3 separate regions of the Sus scrofa genome follow, and regions 2 and 3 are each linked to region 1. Evidence: chromatin contacts called from public promoter capture Hi-C data. All regions are on one chromosome and are shown on one strand. The core of a region is the stretch at or near the end of the contact, and the rest is flanking DNA. Distances in the headings are between cores, read along the strand shown.

What was found. Promoter capture Hi-C pulls out the DNA fragments that hold promoters and counts their contacts.
Region 2: a promoter capture Hi-C map of liver shows a contact between it and region 1, with 3 times the contacts expected there. The contact joins the promoter of LOC100525433 here to the promoter of MCPH1 in region 1. A contact is called at or near these places in 1 of 5 promoter capture datasets (liver) and 1 of 47 Hi-C or Micro-C datasets (liver).
Region 3: a promoter capture Hi-C map of liver shows a contact between it and region 1, with 3 times the contacts expected there. The contact joins the promoter of AGPAT5 here to the promoter of MCPH1 in region 1. A contact is called at or near these places in 2 of 5 promoter capture datasets (fetal liver and liver) and 1 of 2 datasets of contacts at active chromatin or transcription factors (alveolar macrophages).

What each region holds. Positions count from the first base shown.
Region 1 is chr15:37,453,490-37,457,652 of Sscrofa11.1, reverse strand. MCPH1 (microcephalin) reads right to left here and starts at 2,467. Exons shown (of 14, transcript XM_021075799.1): 1 at 2,021-2,467; 2 at 401-492. The coding sequence starts at 2,060.
Region 2 is chr15:37,955,365-37,959,527 of Sscrofa11.1, reverse strand. LOC100525433 (zinc finger protein 705A-like) reads left to right here and starts at 2,097. Exons shown (of 10, transcript XM_021076388.1): 1 at 2,097-2,310.
Region 3 is chr15:37,799,688-37,803,850 of Sscrofa11.1, reverse strand. AGPAT5 (1-acylglycerol-3-phosphate O-acyltransferase 5) reads right to left here and starts at 2,356. Exons shown (of 8, transcript NM_001143701.1): 1 at 2,134-2,356. The coding sequence starts at 2,352.

The DNA of each region.
Region 1 (4,163 bases), core at 1,218-3,717:
TCTAGCCCGGACCATCTCAAAAGTTTCAGATGTGTACATCCAAATGCCTATCAGATATTTCCAATATACCCAATTTCAAAACTTTTCCCTTAAAAAATTGTTCCTTTGCCTGTACTCCACACTTTGATCCATAGCACCATGCATCCAAGAAGCCAATGGCAAGACCCATGCTTTCATCCTTCAGCTCTCCTCTCCCATCACCCACAAGGCCAACTGTTCTATAAATGCTACTGTTGTAAATTCTTCAGGCGCTGGGTCTTTTTTTACTTCTGCCGTTTACCCACTGTCCTCTTGTCCTTCATGCTCTAAGTAACAACTCCCAAAATAAGAAAATGCAAATATATCTCATAGTGTTTCAAAGGACTGTCATATGCAGCAATGGTAAGAATAAATTTCTTACCTTTGCCCCCATATCCACAAGTTGATTTGTAAATGTCTTTGAATAATTTTCTGTTCCATTGGCTGACCATACTTCAACATAAGCCACAACATCTGAAAATAAACAAGATATACTTGATATTCCAGTATCCCTCACCCAAGGATTTCAAAGGATTGTTTCTCTTGTTCTATTTACATTAAAAAATAAAATTTCTGGAGTTCCCGTCGTGGCGCAGTGGCTAACGAATCCGACTAGGAGCCATGAGGTTGCGGGTTCGGTCCCTGCCCTTGCTCAGTGGGTTAACGATCTGGCGTTGCCGTGAGCTGTGGTGTAGATTGCACATGTGGCTCAGATCCCGCGTTGCTGTGGCTCTGGTGTAGGCTGGCGGCTACAGCTCCGATTCGACCCCTAGCCTGGAAACCTCCATATGCCACGGGAGCGGCCCAAAGAAATGGCAAAAAGACAAAAAAAAAAAAAAAAAAAAAAAAAAAAGTAAAATTTCTTACGTTAAAAGCCTATTCAAAACAGCACTAGTGCTATTATGGTTTTTAAAATTTCAAGAGAACAACTTTACTCATACACATGTCACAGTTTACATCCTCAACACTGATGTTCTCAAATTTCTAAACCGGGTCTAGCTTTTTCTGGGCCTCAGAAATTTTAGGCTCTGAGGGGCCATACAACCACTCAACTTCACAGATGTAGCACAAAAGCAGCTAAAGACAATAGGCAAGCATGGACACGTTCCAACAAAACTTTATGGACAACGAAGTCTGAATCTGACACAATTTTCATTTGTCCTTCTGTTCTCTCGGGCCCAACCATTTAAAAAAGTAAGGAACGTTCTTTGCTTGCAGGTCCTACAAAACAGGACAGGATTGGGGGTGGGGGGCAGGGACACAGATTTTGGTCGCCTGCTCAAAGCCTGATGCTTCAAGAACTTCCATGTGTGCCTTTACGCAGTAATTCCCCACTGAGAGGTTGTAGCAACACTGATAGAGGCACAAGAAGAGGGGCTACTGCTTTTCCCAATTTCACTACTGCCCTCTCCCCTCAAATCCACCAGGCTATACAAAGACGCGAGAACCCAGAAAAAGCTGAAAATCAAACACAGCCATTCCTTCCACCTCTGCCATCTGTCTGCACCGCCCGCCTCACCGAGCCCTGTGGGGTGGTCCTGGCCTGGGCTCAGGGACCGACCCCACCCCACATGGCAGGTCACGGTGCTGGCCTCTGGAACTGCCCCTTAATCCACTGGGCGGTCCGGGTGCTAAACCGGAGAAAGAAGAGCGCCCAGCCCCCACCCCACGGGGGCGGTCCCGGCCCTGGCCTCGGGGGCTATACTGGGCTCGGGGATAGCCCCCCAGCCCCCACCCCACGGGGGCGATCCGGGTGCTTGCCTTGGGGACTGTACTAGGCTCGGGGACAGCCCCCCACCCCCCATCCCATGGGGGCGGTCCCGGTGCTGGCCTCGCAGGCTGTACTGGGCTGGTGACAGAACCCACCTCCCAGGTGGCTGGGCTGACTTCCGGGAGGGCCGGGCTGCCACCCCGAGCGCCCCGCGAGCCGCGTCCACGCGTCCGTCGCCACCTGGGTGCCCGTCCTAAGCCCGCCCGCCACCGGGTGGGCCCACCGGCTCACCTTTCAGGATGGGGTCCCCTTGCGTCCCGGGAGCCGCCATGAGGGGCGGCGGGACGCGAACCGCCGTGAAGCCGCGAGCCGCAAGAGCCTGACGGAGAGGCAGCACTGAGCATGCGCAGGGCGGGCGCGCGCCGCTCCACTCCCGCTCCGCGGAAGTCCGCTATTCCGCGTTTTCTAAACCGCCAAAGGGGGCGACTAAGACACTCCCACGCGAGAAGAGGACACCAGTTTTTCTGGCCCAGGTTCGGACTCACTTCCGGTTGACACTACACTACACCTCCAGCTGAGGGACCCCGGTCCCGGCTGCGCCCTTTAGCTGTGCTGCCCAAAAATCCCGGAGCGGAAGAATCTTGATGGGAGCTGACGAGCTGGGCGCTCCGGAGTAGCTCAGCTCGCAGGCAGCTCAGCTCGCAGGCAGCTCAGCGTCTAGCTTTCAAAGCTCCCGCCCGCGGAGCCCCGCCCACACCTTGCAGGCACCTCCCCGAGGGCTGCGCGCATGCGTCCGGAGGGGACCCGGTCCCAGTCTTTCCTGTGGGTGACACTTAGGGAGGGGAAGGACTGGCCACTCTGTTGATAAGAGCCCTCTGTTTAATCTCTCTGAAACACTGAATCAGCTAAAGGACCCATGCTGTCTGTATTAAAGAATGAACCACCAAATGTGTGAAAACTTTAATTTTCAGTAATTTGAATACCATCTCTGTGTTCTATCAGGTAGGACATTGTATACCAAGCTTGATGAAAAACAGTCTTAAAGGGGCTCTCTTATAACCTAGTGGTTCCAAGTACAGGCTGCATTTTGGAATTAGATTTGGAGTATGGAGGCTAATACGAACTAGCTAAATCTGTAAGCTTCATTTTCTCATAAAAAGGTCTTAATAGTAGACACAATAGCTAACATTTATCAAGCAGTTATCATGTAGTCATGTAAAATTGTATAATATTGCTTAATTTCTACCTAAAGGGGCTTGGCATAAGCAACACTGGATTCTTTAACACACTGTGCTGGGGCCAGGAATCGAACCCAAGCCACTGCAGCAAGTGGCGTTGGATTGCACAAATTCTTAACCCACTGCCTCACAGTGGGAACTCCTCTAGCCTTAAACTTTTTAAAGAGATTTTTTTAATCTCACTCATAATTAGAGATATGCAATGCAAGCTACACCTGCCCTAGGTATTTTCCTGTCAACTTGTCAAAAATGAAAATTCTGGACAGTACATTCCGTTGGAAACACCGTGGGTAAATAGTGTTATATGGTGCTGATAGAAATAAATTTTTTCCACCCTTTTAAAGGGGAATTTGGTGATATCTAACAAAAATGTACATAAATTACTTTCTGACCCAATAATCCCACTTCTAGGAGTTCAATCTATAGATAACTCTTTAGCAACATGAGAATACATATTCATAAGTCTTTTCATTGCAGGTTTGCTTATAACTACAGAATACAACTGCAAAATATTGCAACGGGTCACTAATCTAACAAGATGGTGTCCTTAGAAAAAGGGAAAATTTAGATAGACACACACAGGGAGAATACCATGTGAAGGTCTATTTTTAGAACCAACTACCATATGCTCAAAACCTAAATCAAAAAATGAACAAAGATGGAGTAGAAAGCTCAAAATATGCAAACACATTTCAAATGAATAACATAATGACCCTGAAATGGAAAAAAAAAAGTAAATTTAGACAGAGTGGTAAAAAATAATAACTCTAAATAAATATCAAACTCCAGTTAATGGTTTTGTCTTTCGTGTGGGTAAAGTTTAGCATTTTTGAAACTATGTTTTTTTGTTTTGTTTTGTTTTGTTTTGTCTTTTTGCCATTTCTTGGGCCGCTCCCGCGGCATATGGAGGTTCCCAGGCTAGGGGTCGAATCAGAGCTGTAGCCACCGGCCTACGCCAGAGCCACAGCAACGTGGGATCTGAGCTGTGTCTGCAACCTACACCACAGCTCACGGCAACGCCGGATCGTTAACCCACTGAGCAAGGGCAGGGACCGAACCCGCAGCCTCATGGTTCCCAGTCGGATTCGTTAACCACTGCGCCACGACGGGAACTCCGAAACTATGTTTTATGTGTATTTAGAATTGTGCAAATAGATAAATATACTGTGAATGATGAGAACCAGGCTACTCAGTGT
Region 2 (4,163 bases), core at 848-3,347, 500 kb before region 1:
CTCTCCTAGGAAATCTTTGGGCACATGTGCAGGATTTGAAGTGGAAACTCAAGTCATATAGGAGCTGTGGGGGGTGGGGTCCGTGTTTGGTTCTGTGAAAGGCACAGGCCAGTTGGTATCCTGCACCTATGCACAGCCAGGTGCCACTGGGCATCACTGGGTACCCACAAATCAGGTGAAGTCTTGATGATCAGGCTTTGTTACTCAGCCACTTACACCCTCCACACTACCCTATGCTAATCTAGTCTTCGCTGCCAATCCTGACCAGAGGATTTGTCAAGACACCTTATGAGGAACTGCAGTCTGACATCAGTGTTTAGGTGAACAGAACCTCCCATCCACCAGAAAATTGACATAGACAAGCCAGTAGGTACCATAAATCTTGACTATGTTCCTTGGAACCCTGACACTTTTAAGACAATCCTAAAGCCAGCTAGCATTCCTTCCTCCATTTACTAAATTCATTTTTCCTCTATAAATACTGGAATGAAATGATCCCTGACTGAATGTAGCAGGACCCTATAGCCACTTGCTTTTGCCAGATTGTGTTTTTCCCTGAAAAATGACTAGTTCTTTAGTGAGGGAGCTTTTCTAAAAAAATGCTTGGAAAATATTTTTTCATTGTAATAATAATAATAAAAGAACATAAATAGAAGAAATTATAGTTCAATTCACTCTCACTACTTTTCACTCCTCAGCTTTCATCAGATCTAACTTCCAGCCAGGGAAATAGAGATTCAGAATCATGGTGAAGAGAGCTCACTTTACTCAGATACTCATCTTATGGGCTTGGCTCTTCATATAGAACTTCCAAATAATATGGATCCCTTAGGCACCCAAGAGGATCTCTTCAGTCAACTTTTATCCTCCCCAAGCATACACTAGTTATAAACCAGAACACAGAGAAGATTTGATGGAGAAGATGGGTTGGAAGTTAGATGGTTTACACATGCAGAATTATATTCCTTGACTCCTATGTAAAGAGGGAGGGGGGTTAATGAAGGTAAGCTAAATGGGGCAGGGGCTCACATATCTGGATTCCTTGACCCCAAATCCTATACAATCCTGGCTCCTTAGTCTTTGTTCAGTCCCCACAGATCCTAGAGGAGTGAGGTGAGCTCAGTTTAACTGATCTCAGCCCTGGAGATCTGGAGGGGCAGTGGGCAGGGATCCCCCAACTCCCTGCCTAAGAGAACGTTATCTTCTAGACTTTAAATACATTTGAGTCCATATGGTTAATATTTAAACAAACTTAAATGTTGGAGAAATTGTATTAGTCATGGGAAAACCAGACAGGCTCTTCTATAGAAATAGTCTTTTGAGAAATTGCTGCAGCATAAATGGGTTGAATTCACTCTTGCCAAATTCCCTCTAGCGTGAACTTTACGGTTTACACGCAAGCACAAAACAAAACAAAAACAAAAACAAAACAAAAAACCCCAGAAGAGACTTTACCTCACATATTTCACATTTAAAAATTATTAAAGGTATAAGTGAGGCAACTGAAACTTGAAAATATAGTTTGACTATGCTCATGAGAGAACAGACATTCCCATAAAATGCTCCTGGAAATCATAAAAATTGACTTTCGTTAAAAGCATAATCTGTGTATCGCACACTTTTCACAGGATTCGTTATCCACACTTGACACAAAACATTCAGAAGTAGAAACAAGACCGTAATTATTTTAAAAAATTGCAAATGGAAAATACTTTCAGGTAACTATAGTCATAAAGATGAAGAGACATGTTAAATTACAATATATTACGACAATAATGAGTTCTGCAGCGACCAGGGTGTCTTTCACATTTGTCTCAAACGTACCACAAGACTCACAGGAAACGGTACCAAAATTTTTCACTTGAACTGTTTTCTATTTTTTTAAGAAGGAAAGAACTCCGCATTCGATATAAGTGGCCTCACAGCTCTAAGCTTTTACCTCAAAGCATCGTCATTTAACTTGAACAACTATGGGCGCGGCAGCCCAACGCCCCCGCCGGGCACGGAGACTCGGCTTTCCCGGCTGCAGAGACGACCGGAAACGCCCTCGGGGCGGGGGCCCCATACAAGCCCCTCCTCCCTATTCCCGCCCTGCCCCAGCTCGCCGTTTCCTGCCGACCCGGAAGCAGATTCCCGGATTGAAGGGCCGTTTCCCCGGAGAGGATTTCACTGTTTCTCGTTCAAACTCTCTCGTAGGTGCCCCTAGCGCTCTGTCCTCCGCACCCAGAGGCAGGAGACCCGCGGACGTCGCAGTCCCCGCCCGCGGGCAGCCCCGCCTAGTCCACAGGCGCTCTGCTGCCAGGTCCGGAGGTAAAATCGCTGAGCGGCTGGTCCCCGACCTTTCTGCCTCGGTTCTTTTCACCTTCTCCCCTCCCCACCCCGCGCCTGGTCAGGTCCCCTCGGAGGTGTATCCTCCGGCCCTGGAGGACAGAGTCGTGTCGTCACGCCTTATCCTGACCCTGGATCCTGCAGACCCCTGTCCTCTCCTGAGCACCCTTCCCCATTCCCACCCCATTCTGGGGCCCAGTACTGTTACTCCTCAGGCGTTCCCCTCACAGTCACCTCTTCAGAGAGGCCCCCGAGCTCCATGCTGGGAACGTTCACCCGCTCCTGCCTGTGACACCTCTCTGGCTGTGCCTGTCGGGATGTGTTTACATCCCGGCTGCCTCGCAGGAAAGCGTGCTCTTCCTTTGCAGGGGCTTCTTCATTCTATTCTTGGAATTCCGAGATGGGGAAAGGGAAGACCAAGGGAGAACTAGGAAGGTAGTGTGAGTCAGGGCGAGTGAGATGGGTAAATTGCGGTTAGGAGAGTGGGTCCCATGGTTTTGAGAAAACATACTAAGAATGAAGGAGAGTAACCTGGGCAAAAAGCAGGGGATAAATGAAAACAGACAAAAAAAAAAAAAAAAAAAAAGGCTCAGCAGAGAGATCAAGAGAACAGAATAGAAGGAGAGGGTCATGAGCAGCAGCCGCAGTGGAGGCAAAAGAAGGGTGGATTCCAAAACCGTAGTTTTGTTTTTGAATTTCCAACTTACATTCCCTTTTACATGTATTGTGTCAGATTCAGATAATGAAGTGTCAGTGGTTTTCTGATTTTTATCATATAAAAGTATTCTTTAGTACTTAGTAAATACACTATTTCAGTGTGTTCTTGGTGAGGATATTGGTAAATTTTTATATTAACAGGCAAAACTCAGATTAACCAGTTAGTCTAATATTCAACATCTTTATCCCTTTATATGATCTTTGAACTTAAGTGATGTTTAGGGGCAGCCAGGGGTGAGAAGGGCAAACCCTGCCACTGTCTCATCCAGGTCATGTCATTCCTGTGAGGACAGTGCTTGTTCCTCTCTGCTGACCTCTCCTACTGACCTCTTTTCCTGCTCCAACACAGGCAGAGAGTCACCAGGCAGCTCTGTAAGGAAGGGTCCAGATCTTGTTAGTGTTGATCAGAACTATCTCTCCAGTGAGGAGGGAGAGGTGGCACTGTGAAGGGAGCTTGCAGAAAACAAGAATGTTGTTGAGGGATGGAGTGGTTACAGATCCAGGAGTGGGAGGGAGGCTGAGAAGTGAAGGAGAAAGGGAAATCTCTTCTCATCCTCACCTGCAGTGCTCAGCAGGTACTAGAGGATACTGTGGGCTCTGTGACTAAACCGGTCTGTTAATCACCTGTTTAGTGCTTCTGAATCCCTGTCATTTCATTGGACAGCAAGAGACTATCTTTGCCACCTAGTGAATTCTTTCCTCTGTGTGGTTGTTGCATAGGAAGTGGTATGATGATTAGAAGCACTGAAAGGCATATTCTCTACACTGAGGAGTGATCTCAAGACTGACCTTATGTAAGAAAGAAGCTTTTTGTGTGTCTTTTTTAATTTCTTTATTTGACTGTCAAAACTTCTATTTAATTGATTTCTGTCAAATACTCTGTTCCTTCATTTTTTAATCTTTTTAATTTCTTTTAACTTTTACTAATATATTCTTAATTTGTAACAATTGGCCATGTCACTTGACTCTTGTCTCCTTTTGCTTTCTCTTGGTTTATAAAGGTAAACAACCAGTTTATTCATTTTACAGCCCTCTGTTTCTATTAAGTATATTTAGGACTGATTTTGTTTTTCCTTTTTTTGGCCGCACCCACATGGCACATGGAAGTTCTTGGGCCA
Region 3 (4,163 bases), core at 1,107-3,606, 350 kb before region 1:
TAAGAGTATTCTAACTGAACACATTATATAAACATTAAATAGTTGACTTAAATTCTATCTTGCTCCTAGTGTTATCTGAACTATTTTATACTTAGAGCAGCTCAACTGAAAAACTAAATAAAACTAAATTTATTTTATATGACATTTCATTTTTGATTGCTACAATGTATTGTGTTAGCATTTGGGGAAGAGGGGATAACAGCAGAGCTCTTAGTGTAAAATATATTTTAAAGTAAATCGGTTGTTACTAGGCAGGGAGAAGGTGGTGACAAAACAGAAGGTATTAATGAGCAGACATGTTTCATATCACCAGACATTGTGGCCTGCAAAGATCAATGATCAATTTTGTTATATTACAGTAGGAGGGGAAGAGCAACCAAAAAAAAAATTTTTTTTTTTTTAATAAACAAAGGAAAACAAATCCTCATTATTACTGGATACTGGTTCTTCATGTATTTATAAAAGGATGTCTGATGGTTCTCAAGCATAATTCAAAGTTTTATTTAATTCAGGTCCCTTGATGAAGTTTGTTAGGAATCCTAGAACTGAGTGCCCAGTGATCAAGAGATTAAACTTTTTAAAAACCTTGTGCCGAGAGCTCAGATCATAACCTGGAAGTCTATACTGTACTGTAAGGTAGGATATACAATTTCAGAAACACCTATATTTTATAATAGTTATTTTAAGATAAGAAATTTGCTAAACACAAATCTGTCCAATGGTATATGTGTTTTATTGCATGGGACATGTTATATGCTTTCAACTAAAATAAAATGACCCACCAAAAGTAGAATTATTTTTCTAAGAAGTAAATGACTGTGTCATATGTTCTGAATCTGTATCTTAGCCCAGGTCAGCTGTTGTATGATGTGAAATTAAATACTTAGTATGATAAAAACCCACATTTAGACAAAAGGGATGAAGTAAGAACAGAGTGTGCAAATGACTGGTCTGAATTGATTAAAGTTTTAAAGGAGGCTCTTTGTAAAAGTCAATTTACCAGGAAAGCATTATCTGGAAGAGAGGTCTTTCTTTCCTAGGAAACACAGATACTGATTTAAATGGAGGCCCTGCCTTCCCCTAGTTCTCTTCCCCCAAACCTCCAACTGGGGCAAATTCAGAGTTATCCAGGATCTAATTCTGCAAAGCAACTGCAAATTCAAAATAGGAGCTGGAGGACAACAGGGTGAAAGCAGCTGCTGGGGTGCGGCCGGCGGGGTGGGGGTGGGGGTGACAAAAAGACAAAACAATGCCATCCCAGTCACTCGACCCCACCCCCACCAAGAAAAGGGAAAAATAAGTACTAACTGGATATAAGGAATAACCAAGAATCAAGCTCTTTTTTTTTTTTCCAAATTGAGAAATAAAAGGAAAATTCACAACTGACATTTTTGTGTAAAAGACTTCAAATAATTAAAGTTAAAAGGGCCTTCTACTTTTGTTTGTTTTACAAAGTTAGTCTACAAATCCAATCTCTACAGAGAAAGAAACAAACTAATCATACAAAAGATCAGCCACACATTTAAGCCTAGTCAAAGTTTGCAAGAACTTTATCTACCGTAGGGCTTCTACTGTAACAAATGTATTAATTTCCTCGCCCAGCTTTCACTTACACTGGGGAAGAATACAAAACAAAGTTGTACTTCTTGTTCAAATAGTAACATCAGTCTGTTTCAAGAGATGGTCTCCAATTTTTAAAAGCGCACTTTTGAGTTCCAACATAAACGCCTTAGACCAAATGCCAGAAACTGTCAACTACTGCTCGCCCTACTTAAATGTTCATCTGCAGCTACTTCGCTAAGCACCAAGACAGATAGTTAAAAGAGGGGAAGAGCGGACGGCTCATTCCAATTGTAGCCTCAAAACAAAGCTACTGAGACTACCTACTGAGTACCTGCAAGGAAGCATCCGGCCAAACGCGAAAGAACATCAAATTTCCCCCACGGAGGGAGGATGGGTCATAGCACGTGTTCCGGGGGCCGACCTGTCCGACAAGGCGGAACAATCCTACACGAACTGGGAGCGCTGGGTGGTTCCAAGCTGGAAGATACGCCTGAGCCCCCGAAGGAATCAAGACCAAGGGAGGGGGCGGCAGGTGTGGAAGGAGGGCGCATAGGGCAGGCAGTGCCTCACCTGCACCCCAGTGTAGTTCTCGAAGAAGAAGAGCACCATGCTCTGATAGATGCAGTAGAGCCGGTCGTCCACCGCCTGGTAGAAGCGGGAAGGCAGGAAGGCGGAGAGCAGCCGCCAGGCCCCCCAGGCCAGCACATAGGTGGGGGCTGTGCCCAGGAGCACGGCGCCCGGTAGCACGCAGCGCATCGAGTACATGTGGAGCACCAGGGACAGCAGCATCTTCCCAGCTCCGCGTGCGGAATGCTCTGCGGGCTCCTCCCAGCCGGGCAGCCTCGGGTCGCCCCGCTGCCCTCAGCCGGCGGCCAATCACCGGGCCGGGCCCGGCCCAGCCACCGCCCCCTCACCTCCCCAGGCCGCCGGCCGCACCTGAAACACCCAGCCCGCGCCGGATCCGGCCTCCGCCCCCAGCCGCATGGGCCGTGCCGCCGCCAGAGGGTGAACGGGCGGGCGAGTGAGGGTCCCGGCGCGTTGGTAGCGGCCGCGGGACAAGGGGATGTCGCGGCCCTAGGGCACAGGGTTGCTCAGGATCACTTACACCCCATGACCCTCGCCCGTCACCCTCTGCCCCTGCCGGGGGCGGGGCTTCGCGCCAACAAAGTTCCTTCTGATTGGCTGTCCGTTACCATAGTCCCCTGTCGTGGGCGGGGAGGGCTCTGCGGCAAGAACTCGTCTCTGGATTGGTCGATTGTGGCTGACGGTTGAAGCGCAACTGCCGCCCGAAAGCGTGGACTGCCCGGCTCTGGCTACTGCGCATGCCCCGAAAGCAGGGCCTAGCTGCGGAGGCAGGATGGGAGGTGGCAACTGCCCGGCGGAGCAGGGTGAAGGTGGGTGCTGGTTGAGGGGAGTGGGCGGCTCTGCGCCCCCCTCCCCTACCCCGGTCGAATTCTGGGTGCTGGTTGGCCTGAGGGAACGCTCCACCTCCTGCTTCCGTACCTGAGGGTCCCTGGGCCCCGGAATGCGCCCTCAAAGCGACATAGGTGACACGCGGTGCTGCAGACCTTGACTTCCGCGCTAAGAGGTCTCCTGTCAGGCCTGCTGTGGGAAGGCTGACGGGACATGATCCGGGCCCTTTCAGTAGTGACATAAGCGCTGTCCGAGCGCCAGCCTTGGGTCATCAGACCAGGCTTACCTTCTCTTTAAAGGTGTCTTCCTCTCTACCTCACTCCACCCCACACCTCCTTCCAGGCTTCCTCCTCTGCAGCAGGTGCACAGGACTCCCGCTCCATCCCTGCACTCACCCTTAGGGTGCTTCCGAATCAGGCCCCATTCTTCCATCACTCTAAGTTTACGCATAGCTGGGCATCCTTTTTACAAGGTACTCTACACAGTTTTATCAGAACTTACCAAGTTCACTCTTGCTTGACGTCCTCAGGGCCTGGCTCTTTGACTTCTTTTTGATAGTTTATGAGGAACTTTATTTTTTTGTGTAGTCCTTGAAAGTGCTTGTGTGGACATGTGGCATAAAGAACTGACCTACTTTTGTGACCTTAACAAAAATCTAGGGAGTCAGGGCAGTTGTTTTGTTGATGTAAAAACAGATCCACAACAGAAATTGAAGAAACTTTTAAAATCCACTATACTCTAATTAAACAAAACAAACAAAAACAGCAGACCCAGAGGCCTTCTTAATCCTACTGCACTTTGGCTACAGTGAGTATGGTTTAAGTAAAAAAAAAAAAAAAAAAAAAAAAAAAAAATTTTTTGAATGCAAGCCCGTGGTGTAATTTTATGCAGGAAGGCATATATATTAGTGGAACATTCTAATCAGGGCTAGGATGGTGGCTACTTTTTTTGACTATCTGTACATAATTGACATGATGTCATGTGATTGGTAAATGGTGACCTTGAGGAACAAAACCAAGCGAATAGAGATTGCTCAAGGAACAAGTATTTGAACAGATAAATTGCCAACTGGACACATATTGAAAGGTTTTCAACAGGGATTCCTCTCTTTCTGCAGAAAGTAATGAATGCCTGTGCTGTGAGAACTGATTTCATTTGGGAGGGGAAAAGTCCTGGGTGTGGACAGA